Linked DNA regions of Mus musculus: regions 2, 3 and 4 are each linked to region 1. A link is a contact called in public Micro-C and promoter capture Hi-C data. All regions are on one chromosome and are shown on one strand. Each heading gives the region's core, a stretch centred on a gene start, on an enhancer-like site or on the middle of the called end of the contact. The rest is flanking DNA. Distances are from core to core; before and after follow the strand shown.

The links. Promoter capture Hi-C pulls out the DNA fragments that hold promoters and counts their contacts. A called contact is a pair of places that touch in the nucleus more often than the background predicts.
Region 2: a contact with region 1 is called in a Micro-C map of embryonic stem cells, with 3 times the contacts expected there. The contact joins the promoter of Tppp here to the promoter of Lpcat1 in region 1. A contact is called at or near these places in 2 of 39 promoter capture datasets (cranial neural crest and pre-B cells), 1 of 484 Hi-C or Micro-C datasets (embryonic stem cells) and 1 of 9 other capture datasets (adipose tissue).
Region 3: a contact with region 1 is called in a promoter capture Hi-C map of pre-B cells, with 5 times the contacts expected there. The contact joins the promoter of Ccdc127 here to the promoter of Lpcat1 in region 1. A contact is called at or near these places in 4 of 39 promoter capture datasets (hippocampal neurons, liver, neural stem cells and 1 more).
Region 4: a promoter capture Hi-C map of pre-B cells shows a contact between it and region 1, with 5 times the contacts expected there. The contact joins the promoter of Cep72 here to the promoter of Lpcat1 in region 1. A contact is called at or near these places in 4 of 39 promoter capture datasets (cranial neural crest, hippocampal neurons, pre-B cells and 1 more), 1 of 484 Hi-C or Micro-C datasets (CD8 T cells) and 1 of 115 datasets of contacts at active chromatin or transcription factors (memory CD8 T cells).

Annotation. Positions count from the first base shown.
Region 1 is chr13:73,465,253-73,469,824 of GRCm38.p6, forward strand. Lpcat1 (lysophosphatidylcholine acyltransferase 1) reads left to right here and starts at 1,979. Exons shown (of 14, transcript NM_145376.6): 1 at 1,979-2,265. The coding sequence starts at 2,131.
Region 2 is chr13:74,007,015-74,011,719 of GRCm38.p6, forward strand. It overlaps Tppp (tubulin polymerization promoting protein), which reads left to right and starts at 2,405. Exons shown (of 4, transcript NM_182839.2): 1 at 2,405-2,495. It overlaps Gm15912 (predicted gene 15912), which reads right to left and starts at 2,340. Exons shown (of 3, transcript NR_168519.1): 1 at 2,062-2,340; 2 at 1,805-1,980; 3 at 1,115-1,450.
Region 3 is chr13:74,348,691-74,353,608 of GRCm38.p6, forward strand. It overlaps Ccdc127 (coiled-coil domain containing 127), which reads left to right and starts at 1,627. Exons shown (of 3, transcript NM_001168659.1): 1 at 1,627-1,718; 2 at 4,166-4,296. The coding sequence starts at 4,176. It overlaps Sdha (succinate dehydrogenase complex, subunit A, flavoprotein (Fp)), which reads right to left and starts at 1,550. Exons shown (of 15, transcript NM_023281.1): 1 at 1,456-1,550. The coding sequence starts at 1,518.
Region 4 is chr13:74,060,997-74,065,454 of GRCm38.p6, forward strand. Cep72 (centrosomal protein 72) reads right to left here and starts at 1,289. Exons shown (of 12, transcript NM_028959.3): 1 at 1,188-1,289. The coding sequence starts at 1,266.

The DNA of each region.
Region 1 (4,572 bases), core at 729-3,228:
CTGTGTCTCACCAAAACCTGCTCTAAACAAATCATTTCCTTCCTCCAAACATGCCTCATCGGCCCAAGGATACACTGTGGGTTTCCACCAGGTCACATTTCCGATGGGGCTTCCTCAAAGGTAGAACAGGGCAGGTGGTGCAGACAAGTCCTCTCCTGGGAGTGGGACACTGACTCTGCCTGGCCTATTCATTTTGCTTAGATTGCAGGGCTGGGACATGGTTCCTCCCTAATCCATTCAGGGACTCATACTGTACTGTGAACCTCCTGGGGCTCTGAACAATTGATTACAATCTGGATGAAAAAACAGCTGCATCCTCTCACACCTCAGAAAGATAAACGACCAAGATCAAGGTAGAGGCAGCTCTCCCTGATGTCTCTAAGGAAGGGTCCTCCCAGCTCTCTCTCCAGCTTCAGGTGGCTGAACATCCTCAATTAGGAAAACTTGGTCTTACATGGCATCCCCCCACCCCCCATTCTGCCTTGTCTCCTCATTCAAATCTCCCATTCACAAAGACATCACTAATACTGGATGGGTCCTGACAAATCTATTAGAGTCATCATGATCACCTGCAAAAGATTTTCTTTCCACAAAATATGTGGACTTGGGTCAACACCGCTACACAGGATGTTCACAGCTTTCTATGACCCAGCTTTGAGGCTACAGAAATCCTGGCCCAGGATACCCGCAGGCTTCTTTGCTTGTAGACTTCAGGTGGCACCTGGCCCGCCTGTCTTCCTTCCTCTAAAGGTCTGTTTGTAAGCCTGATAGGCCTTTGTGCCCTGGGGTTTTCTTGACAGGGAGCTGAAGATCCTTGGATGCTACACTCTTGTGTCTGAGACTTGAACAAATGGGAATTAAAATCTAGAATCAGTGGAATCTAGGTCACAGGACAACATATCAGAACATTAAGGCCGGGTGTGATGGCGCACGCCTTTAATCCCAGCACTCGGAGGCAGAGGCAGGTGGATTTCTGAGTTCGAGGCCAGCCTGGTCTACAAAGTGAGCTCCAGGACAGCCAGGGCTAAACAGAGAAACCCTGTCTTGAAAAAAAAAAAAAAAAAAAAAAAAGAACATTAAGTTTGCTCATAGTCCTTAAGGATCTCCACAGCCTTCTTAGCCCAGAGGAAAGGCTATGTGTACTGTCGCTGCTTCATGGCTCATTTTGCAGAGGGGACAAGGGAATCTCAAGATAACGTCACGTGTCCAATACAAGATGAAGCTTTGAAGTGACAAGATCTGTGCGAGCATTTTTCTTCTAGCCAACTCCTCAAAACAGAGCCTGGTCACATTTCTGTCAGGAGTTATCAGAGGCTCTGGTCACTCTATTGTGAGAGGATGTGGTGGAGACTCTGAGAGCTCTGGTGTCCACAGGAAGTTTGGACTTTGGGGAGGTTAGACAGGAAGCCAAGGGTATCTGGAATTAGGCAGAATTTAGCTCCTTTTTCCTGTCTGGTGACTGAGGCTAGACCCTCTGTCTCCCAGTACCTGCTTGTTGAGTGTTCTATGAGCTATACAAATAAAAGCACCTGGTGTTGCTACAAAAGGCATTTCTTTAGTTTTTCAAATGTATACATTTTGATCAGAAAGCTACTTTGTATCCTATTTTAAAACAGGATACAAAGTACAAAAGGCATCCAGTGAGTCAAATGAATACATTTTAGCAGAAAGGCTATTTAGAGTCCTAGTTAATGGTGTGATACAAATTAGGGTCTCCTAGCCTATCTTCTCCCTCGATGGCGACTGATGGATTACAATGGTTAGGGGAAGGAAGCTGCCTGTGAGGACAGCGTTGCGCTGAGAAGTGGGCCTGCCCAGTTCAGTCCTGCGACCCAAAATTTAAGGTCTCCCTACACATGCAAATTCGCAGGATTCCCCTAAGTCCAGGAGCCTTAAGACGCGCAGGCGCATTCATAGCCCAGAGCGGTCTGGGCGGGGCACCCCGTTGGCCCCACCCACGTCACGCCGCCCCTCCCGCGCCTGCGCCTCCGGGCGGCCGCGCATCCTAGGCCCTCTCCCGCGCGCTCTGCTAGCTCTGCTGCTCTCGGCTCTTCTGTGCTTGGCTCGGTTCAGCTGAGCTCGGTCGGCTGAGCTCCATCTGCTCTACTCCTTGCTCAGGCGCGGGCAGCCATGAGGCTGCGGGGCCGCGGGCCGCGGGCCGCCCCCTCCTCCAGCTCTGGGGCAGGCGACGCGCGGCGCCTAGCGCCCCCGGGGCGGAACCCCTTCGTGCACGAGCTGCGACTGAGCGCCCTGCAGAAGGCCCAGGTGGGTTCTCCGCAGCGCTGCTGTACTCTATCCAGGATGCGCTCGGGATGCGGTGGGGAGGGGCTGGGCGCCGCCCGGTCCTCCGTGAGCCGCACCCCTCCCCTGCAGCACTCTTCCAACCCGCGCCAGGGTCCCGCTTCCCGCCGCCTGCGTGCACGCCGACTTACACCCTTTTGGTTTCGGTACTGGACCCTGCACTCCATCCCTTGGGCCCTGCACCCTCATCCCAGGCCTGGCCCGGGTTCCCGCCAGCAGGAGGCCTGGAGGTGGGCGGGGGTGGGGGGGTGTCCTCGCATCAGGCAGCCCCTTTCCAGCGTCTCCGCACAGCTAGGAGGCCTACTGTGTGTCTCCGTGGCCTAGTGTCGGAACCTGAATTGTCATCTGGAGCACCGGACGCGCGGGGCCCCTGGCATAACCCAATAGGATGATTTCCACATCCATGTTTGCAGATTGTTTCCTGTGTCTAGTACACTGTGTCGGTTGTTAGCGATGCTCCCTTGGGCTGCCTGTGCCCGGTATCAACTTTATACAACATAGTTCCCACGTGAGAGGGAACCTGTGCGCTGCGGCTGGCTAGTAGTGAGCGGGGACCTGGATCTAGGCACAGTTGCTATCTGTTCTTGTGGTTCTCACCGTGAGACCCGGCACGTGGGACCTTTTTTTACTCAGGGGCCAGGTCTGTGGTGCTGTGGTCACTTCTGGGACCCTTCTTTGAGTAATGAGCAGAGTTCACAGTTTCAGACTTCCGTGGTTTACAGGCAGAGTAGTATTTCCAACTGTAAGGGACCAGCTCTAGGAGGAGATGGTGTTTTTAAATGTGTAACCTATCAGACATAATATTAAGGTAAAGTCTGTTGAAATTATTACTTTCCCAAGCACCGGTTTCTGCTCAAAGCATCCAGTGGGGTTAGTTATCACCCGTAGGAATGGATGGTCAGCAGAATTGAACACGGAGAGTGTAAAGTAAAGGCCTCATATTGGCCCCCAGGTCTTGTCCTCTTTCCTGGTTGTGTCTGGAGCCTGTGAGGCTTTTCCTGAAGTCTTTGCTGCTGTCAGGTTGCTCCTCACGGCCTGGGGCTGTGCCCAGCAGGAGGGCTTAGGGTGCAGTCATATTTGAACTTTATTACTCTCAGTTTCAGTCCACAACCTCCTACCCTACAACTCTATCCCTTGTCACTTGTGGGTCTTCCTTCCTCCCGGATCTGCTGCCTGTGTGGATTTGGGACCCCTCCCAAGTCAAGTCCCTCCTGGTTCATCCTACTACATCCCACCCTAATCACCATCAACAACCCATTCCTAGTTATTCTTTCCAGTTCTGACCTTGCTAGTCTGCCTCTACCCCATCTTGGTAGGTTCCTACCCTCATCTTAATCTCCTGGTTTACCTCACACTGTTTCCACACCCCCTACTTTATGTTCCTGTCCCTTCCTGCTCTGTATGCTCTGCCTCAACTTAGTCTGGATGAAGCATCTTTCTCCCAGAAACCAAGCTCCACATTCTTTATGCATCCATGCTTGTCACGATCTTAGCACAGTTAGTCTGATTCTAGGGCTGGGTCTTTGTTGCTCAAAAGCATGTGTCCAAAGGCCGTGTCCAGAACATTAGTGTGTGTAACTGCTTGGGAGTCTACAGCCTGTGGCTAAAGAACATATTTATAAATGCCCTCAGAATTCTCTGTTGTACGTTCCCCAAAACATGCTTTGCAGAGCCTTTGCTTTTATGGAAGGCTCTGTTAAAAAGTTTCTAGAGAATGGGTACATGACCTGTCCTTAAAGGGGGAAAAAAAAAATCCAGCTTCCCCTTAAGGCTGAAGCACAAAAACTTCCAACTCCAAGCGGCTCTAAACTGCCCTGGGAGGAGTTACTGGATAGCTTTGGATTAAGGACACACAGGCCACCTCGGCCTCTAGCAGCCCATCTGTCACTTAACTACAGATTTAGCAAGCAGCTTAAGCATTTAGTGGACAGAAAATAACAGGCTAAGGTCTGTACGCTGGGGTTGAAGTGCTCGCTGCTTCCTGTTACAGCAAGGATACAGATGAAGGAAAAGCCTCGGAAGGCCTTGGGCTGTCATGTCAGCTAAAATTCTTTACAGTTTGTTATGTTTGAAGTCATAAAGTGCTTTTCTGTCACAGGGTTTTTGGGGTACTTCCCATGGGCTCTGTGGTACAAGAGTTTCCTGTCCCAGCTCTGATGTGTTTCCCCAGTTTTAAAATTTACTGAGATCTGAGTTTACTTCCTGGACAGCAGAGCCACCGTCTGCTGGCGCCCCGTCCTAGGTCAGTGGCATGTTCAGAGGAGGCTGTGA
Region 2 (4,705 bases), core at 1,155-3,654, 540 kb after region 1:
CATCTCTCCAGCCCCACAACCTGTTCTTATCTGGAACTCAGCATAGCTCCCACTCCACACACCCCCACCCCCGCACCATTGTTCTCAGATTTTGAAGGTTGCTAATGATCATTCATTCTTTCCCTCTCTGGACTCCATGCTGTCCATAGATAGGACACTTCTTGGCTAGGCTACTGCTCTAGACTGCATATTTCACCTAATCCTCTGTCACAAAAAAAGACGGGACCTCACCTTGGTCTGCAGCATTCAAATCTCCTGGAGCCTAAACCTGTATATGGTGGTCTGCCTAGGTTATGTGCTCTGATACTGCAGGGGTCATGTGGACACAGACTCCTGGATATAGGATCCACTGGGATAATCTAAGACAAGCTCCCATCTGAAAGTAGCAACAATAATTTCAAATGCAGACACCCTCATGGACTTTTTGTGGTCCTGGATCTCCAAACAGGAAAAGAAGCCTTTTCCCCCCCGAACTATGTCCCCAGACCAAGACCCTGTTTACATGTAAGGTCATATTTTGAGGTTCCAAATGTAGTGAATTTGGAGGGCCACCATCACCCCAGCAGAGGTGTTTTGCTGGGTCACTATGAGGGATGCTCACCAGAGGCACATCCATTGGATTTGGTGCAGGTCTCCTATACAGATTGTCGCAGGTAAGAGCCTTGAAACTTCAGCAGCTGTCATGCTGCAGGAGGGTCAGGTCAGAAGCCATGATCCGAACCCGTCAAGCTGACATCTTGGACTATGGTTGTTAACAGCCGGGCCTCTAGAACTTTATTATATTGATACAAGTCTTCCTGTATTTAATCCCCAGAACCCACATTAGGCATCCCACAATTACCTGTAATTCCAGCTCTAAGAAATCTAACTTACCCATCTGGTTTCCGAGGGCACCCAGCATGCAAATGGCGCACATACTTTCAAACAGGCATATGCACACACAATAAATAAAAATAAAATTTAACGATAAAGTCACCATTTCGAAACATGCTAATAGAAACATAAACATGTATTTCAGCTTTCAGAACTTCATTTACATTGTTGATTTTCAGAGAATGGGAGGTTTCTTAGTTAGGGTTTTACTGCTGTGAACAGACACCATGACCAAGGCAAATCTTATAAAGGACACATTTAATTGGGGTTGGTTTACAGGTTCTGAGGTTCAGTCCATTATCATCAAGGTGGGAGCATGGCAGCATCCAGGCAGGCATGGTGCAAGAGGAGCTGAGAGTTCTACATCTTCATCTGAAGGCTGCTACTCACTTCCAGGCAGCTAGGGTGAGGGTCTTAAGTCCATGCCCACAGTGACACACCTACTCCAACCAGGTCACACCTACTCCAACAAGGCCACACCTCCAAATAGTGCCACTTCTTGGGCCAAGCATATACAAACCATCACAGCAGGACTTGGGGCTTTGTGGGACATAAGGCAAGTGGCCAAGCCAAGACCCTATAAAAAAGGAGAGAGTCTGGGTCTGGTTCTCCATTCCTTATAGTCCCACAGTCCTGAACTCACATGGCTTCCATGGTGAGTGGGAATTCTCGGGAGAGCAAGAATTAGAAGTAACTTTTTAGTCATTTTTGAGTAGCCGAAGAAAGCAGAGAGTCCGGGGGATCTGAGGGTCAGAGACTACCATGGGGAGGGGTAATTTGCTCCAAGTGCTCAGGTGGGCCCCATTTCTGAAGTTTCAAAACAAGGTTTCCTCAAGCATGAGTTAATTTGTCAGACACTCAGAAAATTCCCCAACACACACTCACTCACACACACACACACACACACACACACACACACACACACACTTACTCAGTGGGTGACTTGGTTAGAGTCTGAGACAGAACCTGGAGGACTGAAGAGTCTATTGAACCAAATCTTCCAGCCCCATTGCCTCCTTGCTAACCCCATAATCTTCTTCAGAGCCACCAGTGCGACCCTGACCTCACCACAGAGTCAGCGGGGTGGAGATCCCGTGGCAAGCGTCCCTAGAAGGAAGGAAAATCAGCAGAGACTCTAAGGATCCTTTTCGTGCAGGTAACCCGAGTGGCCAGCATCTCACCACGCACATCAAGCTCTCCAGGCAGGTAGGGATCAGCAACGGGTTGTGCGCAGTGTAGTCTGCGACTGCGCCACCAGCCTCAGCTTCCCTACTTGCGACTGGCCGCACGCCCGGGGCCCCAGGGCCAGGTGTGCCCTAGTCGCTCTTCCCCAACCTCAGCCCGGTTCCCACGCTCCACAGCTCCACAGCGACCGCACCCTGGGTCGAGCGGCGTCCATAGGCTGGCTGTGCCTGTGGCAGCCTTGTAAGGCAGTGGCTGCCTCGGGTGTCAGTGCGCTGCGCTCCTGCTGGGAGGGGCCTTAGTGCGCGCCTAGGCGGAGCGGGAGGAGGAGGGGCATGTGGGCGGTGCCGGAGGGCGGGGCCCGGCGGACAGCTCTGAGAGCTCGGCGCCCCTGGGCGCGCGTCTAGTCGCTGAGGCGCAGCAGTGGACGCGTTTTGGAGGTAAGCTTGCGCTGGGCGCTGTCCGTGGTCCGAGGCGCGGTTCTGGGGCCAAGGCTCGGGACCCCTCCGGTCCGTGAGGCTGGCCACCTGTCACTCTCTGCAGTGGCTAGATCAGGTCTAGTTGCTGAAGCAACTAGTTCCTTTGAGATCTCAGAGCAGTGGTGTCAAGAATGGGTATGCGTTTACACTGAGCCAGGCGCATTGCGTCGGCACTTGATACGGTGGACAGAAAACACCCCACGGCTCCCCACCAGACCAAGGTGCCAGGCCTCGTGCCAGCGACCCGGGTCGCTGCTCGTGGAACCTGGTGGAAAACGGGGTAAAGAGAAGCCACCGCCCGGAGCTGTGCATACCGGAGCTGGAGCTGCCGGGGGTTCATGGGTCCAGAATCCTGAGCGCGCGTTGCGTCCTGCAGGTGACAGCGCCAGTTCTCTATGTCACCCTCCTTTCGAGCCTGCATCTCTCATTCGAGATGGCGAGGGTTTTGTCAGGGTCGCATGTTGAATGCCCACGTTTGCGCGAAGGAGAGGGAGGACTCGACCCTTGCTCGGCGGTTTCGGTTATGTAAACGAGGCCTTGAACTAGGTGAGGAAGACGAGTAGTACCCTTTGTGGCGCAGCTTTGGACAGGCTGTGTCCTGGTGATTGGTCCTGTGCGTGTCCTGGGGCGAATGGAGGCGTTCGGCCCAGAGCCCACTTGCGTATCTGGGCTCCCTTGGCCGTGTAGGTGGCTTTCTTAGGCGGCGCGAGCTCTCCACGACTGGAGCAATGTTGTGTGTGTTTGGGGGAGCGGGGGAGAGTTGGGTGGGGGGCGCGAAACCCTGCTTGTCTTTAGCTGGATTCTCTGGCGGCCGGCTGCTGTTTCTGCTCGCGTGCCAGCCCCTCTCCCGTCACGTGACCCTGAAGGACTGGCGAGGGGGAGGGGCACAATCTGAGCGTCTCTAAAGGACTCCTCTATTCAGAAAAGCTCCTGATTACCACCGGGACTCGCCATTAGAAAAGGTGCCCTATTCAAGTGGCGTATTTGAATAGACAGCTTTGAGAATCCCTGTCTTAACCGATGGTGAAGTGAGGGCGACCTGCGCAGCTGCACGTTTTCCTCTTGGTGCTCCTTGGGTCCGCCTTCTCCATTTCTTGAGGTTGTGGTACATGGCTATTTTAACTATCATCTAAGGTTTTGGAAATTTTTATAAGCATTAGAAAATTCCGTTTAAGAACACTGAAACCAGACATGAGGGGTGGAGGCTTGGGAGAAGTCTGCAGAATGGGGCCCTGCAGACAGCTCTGCTGAGCTTCAGGGAGGATGAGACCCAGCTTCCTCAGCAGGGCCTGCTGTCCTATTTATAGTGCACGACTGAAGGAGGAGCCTGTAGGAGGTGTGATTTCAGTTTTGCCAGGGAAGGGAACCTTACAGCCTTGTCCATCCCATCTCCCTCGCCCAGGAAGGCTGTGTGCCCAGAGACCCCCCATGCAGGAGAATGGAGCTTACCACTTCCTCCTGAAAGGAAGAGTTGGAGCTGCTCAGCCACAGCCAGGGTTCAGACATGGCTTCCAGTCCCTAACACCCTCATGGGGGCTCCTAGTGCCGATTCAACCTGGAAAGACCAGTTTCTTCATAGAGAAGGGTCACAGTGTTGCTACCTCAGCATTCTCTATTTATGGCCAGGACTTTTCCTGTCCACAGCATCTCCCTACCTATACCACCTCCCAATCAAAATAGCCCCACCCATGACAGTTCCACATATGACCCGCAGGAGTCTCTTTATGGCATCCTTCACCAATGGCATCACTCTGAGCATTTCCCACCTACGGTAGCTCCTCGAAGACCTACAGCATCCACCCATAGTACCCTCAGATCTGTTCTCTATCTTACCTCTGCAGCCCTTGGAAAGCCTTTCCGTAGTGTCTTTGTCCAAGGCAGGAATAGAATGGAGCAGCCCTGCTGGGGTCCCAGAGGGTGTGGTTTCTGTGAACTGAAGCCTGCACTTGTGTGCCCCACAAATGGTTTACTGTTATCAGGGAAAACTCCATGGACAGAATGACTTTTCCTGATGAAGAATGAGACCTCTTTGGACCCAAGGTCTCCGTAACGGTACAATGATGTAACTTAGCTTTAAGTCATGGTTTGATGTCTAAATGCCCAAATGTAAGGGTTTCTTTGGTCTCTTTCAGGCAAGTATGAGGGGGGTTGGTTCATGAAGTAGCTCAGGC
Region 3 (4,918 bases), core at 377-2,876, 880 kb after region 1:
GCAGGATTGAGCAGCCATTAGACTCTTTCCCTTAACAAAGGAGACAAACCGAATTACAACTAGTAAGCCCATTTCTCTTTCAAAGACCATTCCTCTAGAAGGCAGTCCCGGGTGACAATAAACTTTAAATATGGTATTCCATAAAGCTCCACTTCTCTTCTTAACAAAGCCTAATTCTGACAGCTGGACGAGATGCCCATAGGCAGGAACAATAAAGATGCACTTAAAAACAATTCAGGCAATGAAAAATACCTTTGCTGTGCAAATCTCCCACCTGCCTAAGTGGCCAGACTTGCAGTCTCCTGTCTCTGTCTAAACTGGTCAAAGCATAAACTGGATCTGGAATAGGAAAGGAATTTAAGGATGCCAACATATGTGGTAAGCATAAACCTAAGGTGTATACAAGTTAATAAAAATCTTCTATCCTTGACTGTTCCTTTTGGGCATTAGCCAGAGCTGGGCTCAGACTATCATTATTTTTTTTTTTTTTCCTTGAGTGTGTGGAGTGAATCCTGGGCATGGGGTGGGCTCACCTATTTCTGCTACAAAAGAATTCTGCTACAATTATAGGTGGCTGACTTATTATCTCCTGTAAAGGGCTTCAATGATCAGGACTTAAAACCCTTCTTGCAGAGCCCAAGGGATAGAGGTGGAAGTAGGAGTTTGTGGCAGCAAATACAAATCACAGAAATTATCAAGGTTTGAAAATGCCTTCTGGCCTTGCAAGAATAGCTGCCAACTAACCCTTGAACATTTCATTGAACATGCATTTTAATATCTATTTCAGAAAATAGACAACTGCAGCCATAATTTGATGCACAATGCAAGTCGATACTGTTCAATGTCTTAGGGCCTTTACTTTGTAATTAAATTGTTAAGTAGGTAGGTGAGACAGAACTTTAAAGAACCCAACCTGTCAAATTTAGTTTACGTTAATAAAACCCTAGGAGTGTGACGAATAACAGGTGACCGGCAAAGAGTGCACTGAGACAAGATCTGACAATCTGGGAGGCCAACATCAGACCCCTGCAACCCTGAGTCACTGTGTACCTCTTCAAATGCAAAAAGAAGTCGCAAGACTGGATGAACACGGTGCAGAAGTCTCACCTGGTATCTTCAAATATCTCTTTGATATTTAAAAACAGTAGCTAAGGCCACTACACAAAACCTGTAAGCTCATCACTTATAAGTCTTAGTGTCGACACCCAGACTACCAACGGATTACTCGCAGACCCGTCCGCATCCAGAATGCAACAGGCCGGTCCCTCCCTTTAACCTTGGAGAACTTCGCTAGACCAAGACGGGGAAGGCCAGACTCCACGCCCGCGACCTCGGGGTCGTGACCTTCGCCGGAAAGCAGTCGGCTTCGGCCCACTGCACCTTCCCAGACTCAGGCCAACTCGGGTGGAATCGTGGCGCACTCCTAGCGCCTGCCATTTCGTGGCACTAACTCACCGCCCCAGTTAACGCCAAGCGCCGCCCGCGAAGAAGCCTCGAAACTGCGCCAACCCCGGCCATGTCTGCCTTCCCGCAAGCCCCAGCGACAGACTGCGCTTGCGCACCGAGTCGCGCGGGTGTCGGGCTTGGAAGATTCTGCGCCTGCGCAACACGCCCCTCCTGGCTCGCGTGAGTGGTGGTGCGCCTGCGCCCTGTAAACGCGGCGGTGGCAACACGTCTGAGGTAGGGTGGCAGCAACGCTGATGGGCTCTGCTCCAGGGGTAAGTGAGGTGCCAATGTCTTTAAAGTGCTTCTCGGGTGGTTCTTGTTTGCCAAAACAGAGAGGGTCGGATGATCTGGAGAGATGGAAGTAGGGTCCTGGGGCGGAGATCGCAAGCTCCATAAGAGCCCGTTTTGTTGGGCGCTTGAATCTCAACTAATGGGGGGGGGGGGGGGTACATACTGCCCTGGACTTCTAGAGTAGGTAGGAATGATGTCTTGGTGGCTGGACAAGGAGCAGCTAGCTGCACTGGGCTACGTAAAAGCCAGGATACTGAACTAGAAACTATATCCAAAGCTTTCGTCTTCGTTACAGCAGCTGGGAAGCTGGAGGCCCGGCCTGTTGTCATCCTGAAAGCTGCTTAGATCGTGGCTAGCATCCCATATTGCAAACGCGCTCTCATTTGATCACTTTCAGATAGTTTTTCTATTTTTCTAGTGAGTATAGCTGAAATGTTCGGTGGAATTAAATAGCATAAAAAGTAAACCAATAATCGTAATTGTTTCCTGAATTTTCAGTTAATATTAGATTAAGGTTTTCCTCTTGGTGCACAATCTTTATGACCATTATTTTGAATTGTTTAAGTTTACAATGAACCGTTCCCATTTTATTTCTTTGTTTTTTTATTAATAAATAAGGAAATATGGAATATATTCATGCACAACACTTTATATTTTGAATTATTTCCTTGAACTTTATAACCCCAAAATGGATGTTGTTGGTGCAGAGGAAATAAATATGACAGCTTACCCTACAAGGGTTCTGCGTTGGTGGGTTCAACCAACTGCAGATAAAATATATTTGGGGAAAATGTGTCTGTTCGGAGTATGTACAGACTTTTTTTTTAACAAGGGGGAAAATAAAACAGATGAACTACTTAAGTGCCTTTATACCTTATTAGGTATCGGTGACTTAGAGATAAAGTATTGAGCAGATTATATTCAAATACAGCATTGTATATGGGAGCCTTGGCTATCTTCAAGGCTTTTGGTATGAGATGGGGCTCCCCATCAGATATCTGATGGATGGCTATACATAGTAGGAGGTTTTTGAAAGTTGCCTGCTTTTAGTGTGTGTATGTGTGTGTGTGCATACATACATATATATATATGTATATACACATACATATTTCTAAATTAGGCATCTACCATACGTCATACGTATTAATTCTATAGTTCCTATAAACCGTTACATTCTGAGCCATGTATTATGGTTATATATTTATTGTTCATTATTGTGCATCTTAACATGTTAAACAAGGTTTGTTAAAAACACTAAAACTTTCAAAATTTGGGTTGAATTACGTATTTCTTACATGGATCTTGGTTAACTATTTTGTGTTTATTGTATTTGTACATATAAGCAAGCTGAATGTTTTTATGACTTTACAGTATGAGAACACCCATCGAATATGGGTACTTTTTATTTTATTTTTATTTATTTGAGACAGAGACTCTCTGTATAGACCTGGCTCTCCACTATGTAGACTAGACTATCTTCAAACTCAAAGAGATCAGCCTGCCTCTGCCAACTTGAATTCTGAGATTAAAAGCATGCACTAACATGCCTGGCTAATATGGGTAGTTTGTAAACTAGTAAATTTATATTAATATTGGTATCCAGCCTAGTTTGTGAGTTATACCCTAATATGAAGCAAGGGATTTTTGTAATCCTGATCATGATCCTCATGTAAAAAGATTTTCTTTGATTTTTGTCTGTAGAAAACTGCTCATTCTTCAAACCCCAGGTCATATAAAGCAAATGTCTATTGTGGATTCACTTTTATTGTTTTATTGTTATCTCTGTACAACTGTATTAAAGTCTTACAGAGACAACCAATAAGAAACATGTACAGTCATGCATCACTTAGTTAACAGTGGAGACAGATTCTGACAAATGTATTGATAGGGGATTCCAATTTTATGTAAATCCAAGAGTGAGTTGAGCCTGCTCTGACATTAAGCAATATTAACGTGGAACTGCTTTATGTGTAGCTCATTGTCAACTGTAATTTTTTTAGGGTTTGTGATGGTATGTGTGCAGTAAAATGACATTTGATTTATTATAAATAATCAGTATAGGCACCCAAATGCTTACCATCATACAGAAACACTTCTCAGGCACTCCTCGAATGATGTCTAACCAATTAGCTGGGCATGCTGAGATGCCTTTTTTTGGTCATGTTGACACACAAGATAATAATCATTACAACAACCACACATCTAAACATGAAGGGAAAAATCACTACATTCTACTTGTACTTCACTTGAGACATGCCTCCCTCCCACACAACACTGTGACTTCTTGAAATCACATAGGATGCCATGCTGTGCAGCACATACAGCTGAAAATTATTTTCTTGACTAAAATAATGTATATAGATGATATAACCATAATAGCCATGCTCTTTCTTTTATATAGTTAATATCTTTTTTCATTTTCTTCAAGGTATAGCTCCATGAATAACTTAAACGACCCCCCAAATTGGAATATCAGGCCCAATGCCAGGGCTGATGGGGGTGATGGAAGCAAGTGGAATTATGCCCTATTGGTGCCAATGCTCGGATTGGCAGCATTTCGTAAGTTATGGTTTTCTGGTTCAAAATTATGCCAGGAGTACCCGGGTTGCTGTCTTTAGGATTTGGCCAGTACAGTGCGGTTTTATCCTATACAGTGGCTCTGTGACAGAGTTAGCCTTTCTGATCCTCAGTTTACCTATTCCTAGAAGGTAGCTTATCCTGCCTCAATACATTGTGAGGATTAAATAATGCAGAAGCATTTGGTGTAGGTTAGGTTTTAATAAGCTTTAGCTTTCTCCCATTGCTTACTGTTCTAAGGGGACTTCTTTGCCTTAATTGCCTTCCTTGGGACCTACAGAAAAACTGACCTGAAAGAAAGCCAGTTAGGATATATGTTTAGTATATTTAAAGTCAGTATTTGGGCAAGCTTGCCCAAGGGTGGGGGAACTACAGGCTAGAAATCCTCACATTTAAATTAAGTAAACACCACTGAGACTCTTATGAGTCATATACGTACATGCTCACACGCTCTCTCCCTCTCTCTGAACTATACCTTGAAGAAAATGAAAAAGATACTAACTATATAAAGAAAGAGCATGGCTATTATTGTTATATCATCTATATACATTATTTTAGTCCAGAAAATAATTTTCAGCTGTATGTGCTCCACAGCATCGCATCC
Region 4 (4,458 bases), core at 39-2,538, 600 kb after region 1:
TTGGAGGTCTAAGAAGATACCTAAAGGGATATTTGAAAAGCATATTAAAATCAATGAAAATTAGAACCAGTCATGGTGGCAACTGCCTGCAATCCTAGCCACTTGAGTGTCGGACTAAAATTCCAAGGCCAGGTTCCGTTAAAAATGGAGATCAAGGTCATCTTGGCTTAATAACACACTTGAAAAATTAAAAAAACGTTTGGGGTGAAGTCCCATGACAGGGCATTTGCTTAGCATATGCAAAGCCCTATGTTCTATCTCCAGTACCTTAACACACAGTAGAAATATAAACACTAACAAATGTGTTAGTGTGTGCAGCTATGTGATACGTAAAGAGAAATGTACAGATTAAGAGATTTAAATTATAAAACAAGCTTTAATCCACACGTTTCACTTCTAGAATCTAAAGAGGAAAATAAATGCAAAGCAAGCACAGAGAAAAAGGTAAAATTTAAAAACAGTGAAGACAAATCAACCAACCCAAAAGTGGTGTCTTTGGCATGACCAAAAACCGTATATCTCCAACATGACTGAAAGATAGAGCCAGATTAAGTACCATTTATGAAAATGGGGAATATCCCTACAGGCCCCACAAGCATTAATAAAATAGTAAGAGAATGCTGTAGTCAGTTCTATGTAGATATGGTTGACAATCAAGAAAAAACGATTTAGATAACGAAAATGCACTCTAGGTGAAACCACTATAAGTTTAAAAATCGTAATCGAATTTAAAAAATGGTAATCGAAAATCTTCAACAATGGAAAATTCTAGGCCTGCGTGGTTTCCCTGTCAAAGTCCAGGGGAAAAAAGTTAAAAAGGAAAAAAAAAAAATCACAACACAAATTCCGCACGATCTCTTGCTCAAAACGTAATGGGGCCTTGATGTCCAAACCATATAAAAAGAGACCTGCATCTTCATAAGCGAAATGCCATGTAGGAACCCAGGAAGACAGATGAAAGCTGCTGCAAAAAAGAAGCGGGGGGCTCAGCCTGACCGCGGTCCCACAGAAAACCCAGGCCGCGTCCACCGGCTCTCCAGGACCTTAGCCACGCCCTTCCCCACAAACCCGCCCAGCCGGCCCCGCCTCCTTGCCCCACGGGCCGAGACCGTTTGTGGTCAAGTGCCATTCGCACGGAGGCAGAGCTATCAGGCCCGGCAGGCCAACCCAGTCTGTCCCCCACGCACCCAGGTCGCGGTGGGGACCCAGGCCGCTGCGCTCTCGTACAGTCTCTTCACACAAAACCAACCGCTGGCCTGGCGCCATGTTTTCAAACCGGACGCTGGCGCGCGGCGCCTGCGCTGTGACGTGATCTGGAACGGGCGGGCGGGACCAAGCCTGCAAGGGGCGGGCCCAGGAGGGTGGGCGGAGCTTCGGCTGTGTTTAAAACTTTCTTTGGGACAGGTTCACCCAAGCCATCCTAATCCGCTGAGCTCTGAGTGCAACCTCACCCTGCTCTGGCTCCTCCCCAGGACAACCCCATTGCGTTCAGTGCGGTTTGTGGAAACAGCTGTTAGTGCCCGGGGCATTCGCACCTACTCCCACTTCCATTCATTTCCTACTCCCTCCAGGAGCCTTCTCTCCTAAGGTTTCTTCCTGTCCCAGCCCCTGAGATGCTCCCCCCCCCCCCCCCCGCCAACCCCCACGCACTTCCAAAAGTTCTCATCATGTGGCTGGAGAGACAGGCTGTGTGCAAAAAAAAAAAAAAAAAAAAAAAAAAATTTCTCCTAACTAAGACACATTGAAAGTCCTTTCATCAAACCTGGGGTCTACTAATAACTTCCAGGCATTGGAGAGATAACTAAGCTTTTCAGAAGCAAATTAAGGCTTGTATGCTTGCCATCTAAGACATGTGGCGCCTCAGGACACAACACAGATTTCAATCACCCTCTCTTATTCTATTTTCTCTGACCAAGATCAGAGTCCAAGTGGGACCTTGGGGAGACGGATGGTCTGTCAGGGACAGACCCAAGACCAGCTTTTCTACTGCAATGAAAGTGCCAGTAGAAACTTGGGAAGTAACGTTTCTGTTTACTAACGTTTTACATCTTCACTGAAGAAAGAGGGACAAGGATTAGCTTTGCACCCTGCAAAGATTCCTACAAGCCTATGATTTCTTACAAGCCTCAGTAAAAGGTTATGCTAATGATTAATTACTACCAAGTACTCTTTCCGGTGGTTTATTAAATACCATCTGCCGTGGTAACATTAGACTGTGGCCAAACCTACATGCATTTAAGCTGTTTTATGTCCTTAAGTTCCATTTGAGGTGTTTAGGAGTGAGCCAGCAGCACTTGAACTTGATTTGGTGCTGGTGAAGACACAGAGCAAGGAACAGTGTTGTGACTCGGAGATAGAGATGATGAGCCAGGCTGGGTCACATCAGGAACAATCCCTTCTGCCTCATAGTTCATAAAGCTTTCCCAACTAGACCTGGAGGTTAGCAGGAACCTTCCTTAGCTGGAGTCCCACAGCCTGGTCTTCCCTACTACCTGGAGAGTTGGCAGGCAGTCCTACCCAGAACATTCTGTTGATCTCACATACACACCCCCCCCCCATGCTGCTCCCAACCTTGGCATTCATCAGCTGTCTGAGATGGGGTAAGAAGAGCCACTGTTGCCATGTATAAGGCTTGTGCTTCTTTTTGTATGCTCTCTCTGTAGGACATGCCAAAACATGTGCTGCTTAAGACCCACAACCTAGGCCAGCTGGACATTGGTGGGAGCAGAGGAGGCCTCTCTGGCTCTTTCTACCTGATACCCCTTGTGGTTTTCTAGGATCTTCCATGGAGGCTTTCACTCTCCAGCCTGAATCTCTAAACATGTGGGCACAAAATATATAGTCATCTTCAAAAAGACCAGGAGGGAGGCAGGGCAGCCTGAGGCTGACCCACCCATATGTGCCTGAAGAAAATATAGGTTCAAGCTGGCCCCTGAGGGTTTCTGCCTTTCTCCATGACTGTCTTTGGCCATAGGGAGTAAAAGGAGGAGGTGCCATCAAGACTGAGAGTTTTAGATAGGAGGAGGGCCCTGCATCCTCAGTGGGCCTCTTAGAGCTATGGGTGACATGACATTGTTAGCGCTCCTCATTCTCTTGTAGGGGCAATACTCTAGTATGTTTCCTTAGCTAGTTAGATCTCTCCTTCCTGTTACAAAAGCTGGGCTTATGTGCATACCACAGTACTTCCTCCTAAAGTCAATCAGGAGCCACACCAGCCTGTTGGCAATGTTGAAAAGAATGCTTCCATGCTCATAGGTGGACCTCCCACTGGTGCAAGGCACATAGTTGCTAGAGGCGCTGGCTCTGACTGCATATCCCCAGACTAATGTTAGAACCCAGTAGTGTAGACAAAGGATCGCGAGCAAGCAGTCAGAGCCATCAGGAGGAGACTGAAGCAGGGGCTGTATGAGAGAAATATAAAGCTGTGGCTGAATGCAGAATGGCTGTCACCCTTGAAGGCAAAAACCATTGCCATCTCAAGGAGTGAAGCAGGAATAAGGGTAGAGGGAGGGGTAAAGGAGGCTCTCCATTGCTCCCCTTCTTGAGGAGGCTCTGATCTAGGGCCCGCTAACCTCCCTGTTGTAACTGTTTTTTACTCTTCTCCCTAGCCATATCTTTACCAGTTAAGATCAACATTAATACCTGGCAGTTATCAATATATTTCCCACTTCTACCCCCCACATATACAGTAAAACATACAGATATGTCAAGCAATGCCCTTCCCATGGCTGCTTTACATAATTGGTGTGAGCCTGGAGGTCTGTATCATTGTATCTTCCTTTCCCCATAAGCTAAATCCAGTGAGGGGGACCACATTCTGCTCTTATACTTTGCCCAGAGTAGCACGGGGGGAAAACAGTTTAGTGAGGAACATGAGCAGGAGGCGATCTCTGATATACTGTGTGGAGAAACTGTGAGGTCACTGGTTCTCACAGCTGATTGATGGCTAGGGAGGGAGTCTGCTCTATCCAGGCTTAGCTGTAGCTTACCTCTCAGTGCATTTAGAAAGCACCTCTGGTTTGAATTCTATCCTGTTTCTGGAAAGGTGAGAATTCAAAGTCAGTGACCCAGGTTCCACTAACCCGGGTCAGAGGTTATTAGGTCAGCTAAGACCAGGCTGAAGTCACTTCAGGCCATGAGTTACTGAAGTGGGACACTGTATCCAGGAGTTTGAAAACACTGTTATGTAGTTGGTGAGGATGGTCCATTGGCGTTGTCCTGCCCTAGGAACCAAAGGCTAAGCCATAGATAGCAGCTGGGTTACCTGTAAGAGCCAAAGTCAACTTGTAAGCTCCACCTGCCCAAGGACCAGGTAACTTCCTGCAATGCTGAGAGTTGTAGTTCTTGAAAAATCACAAAACCACATGGGAAATACGGTATCCATGTGGTTTTGCCCTTTAAAGACCTCCTACAACACAGGACTTTTGCTGGGATCCCAGGGAATAGACCTGATCCGAG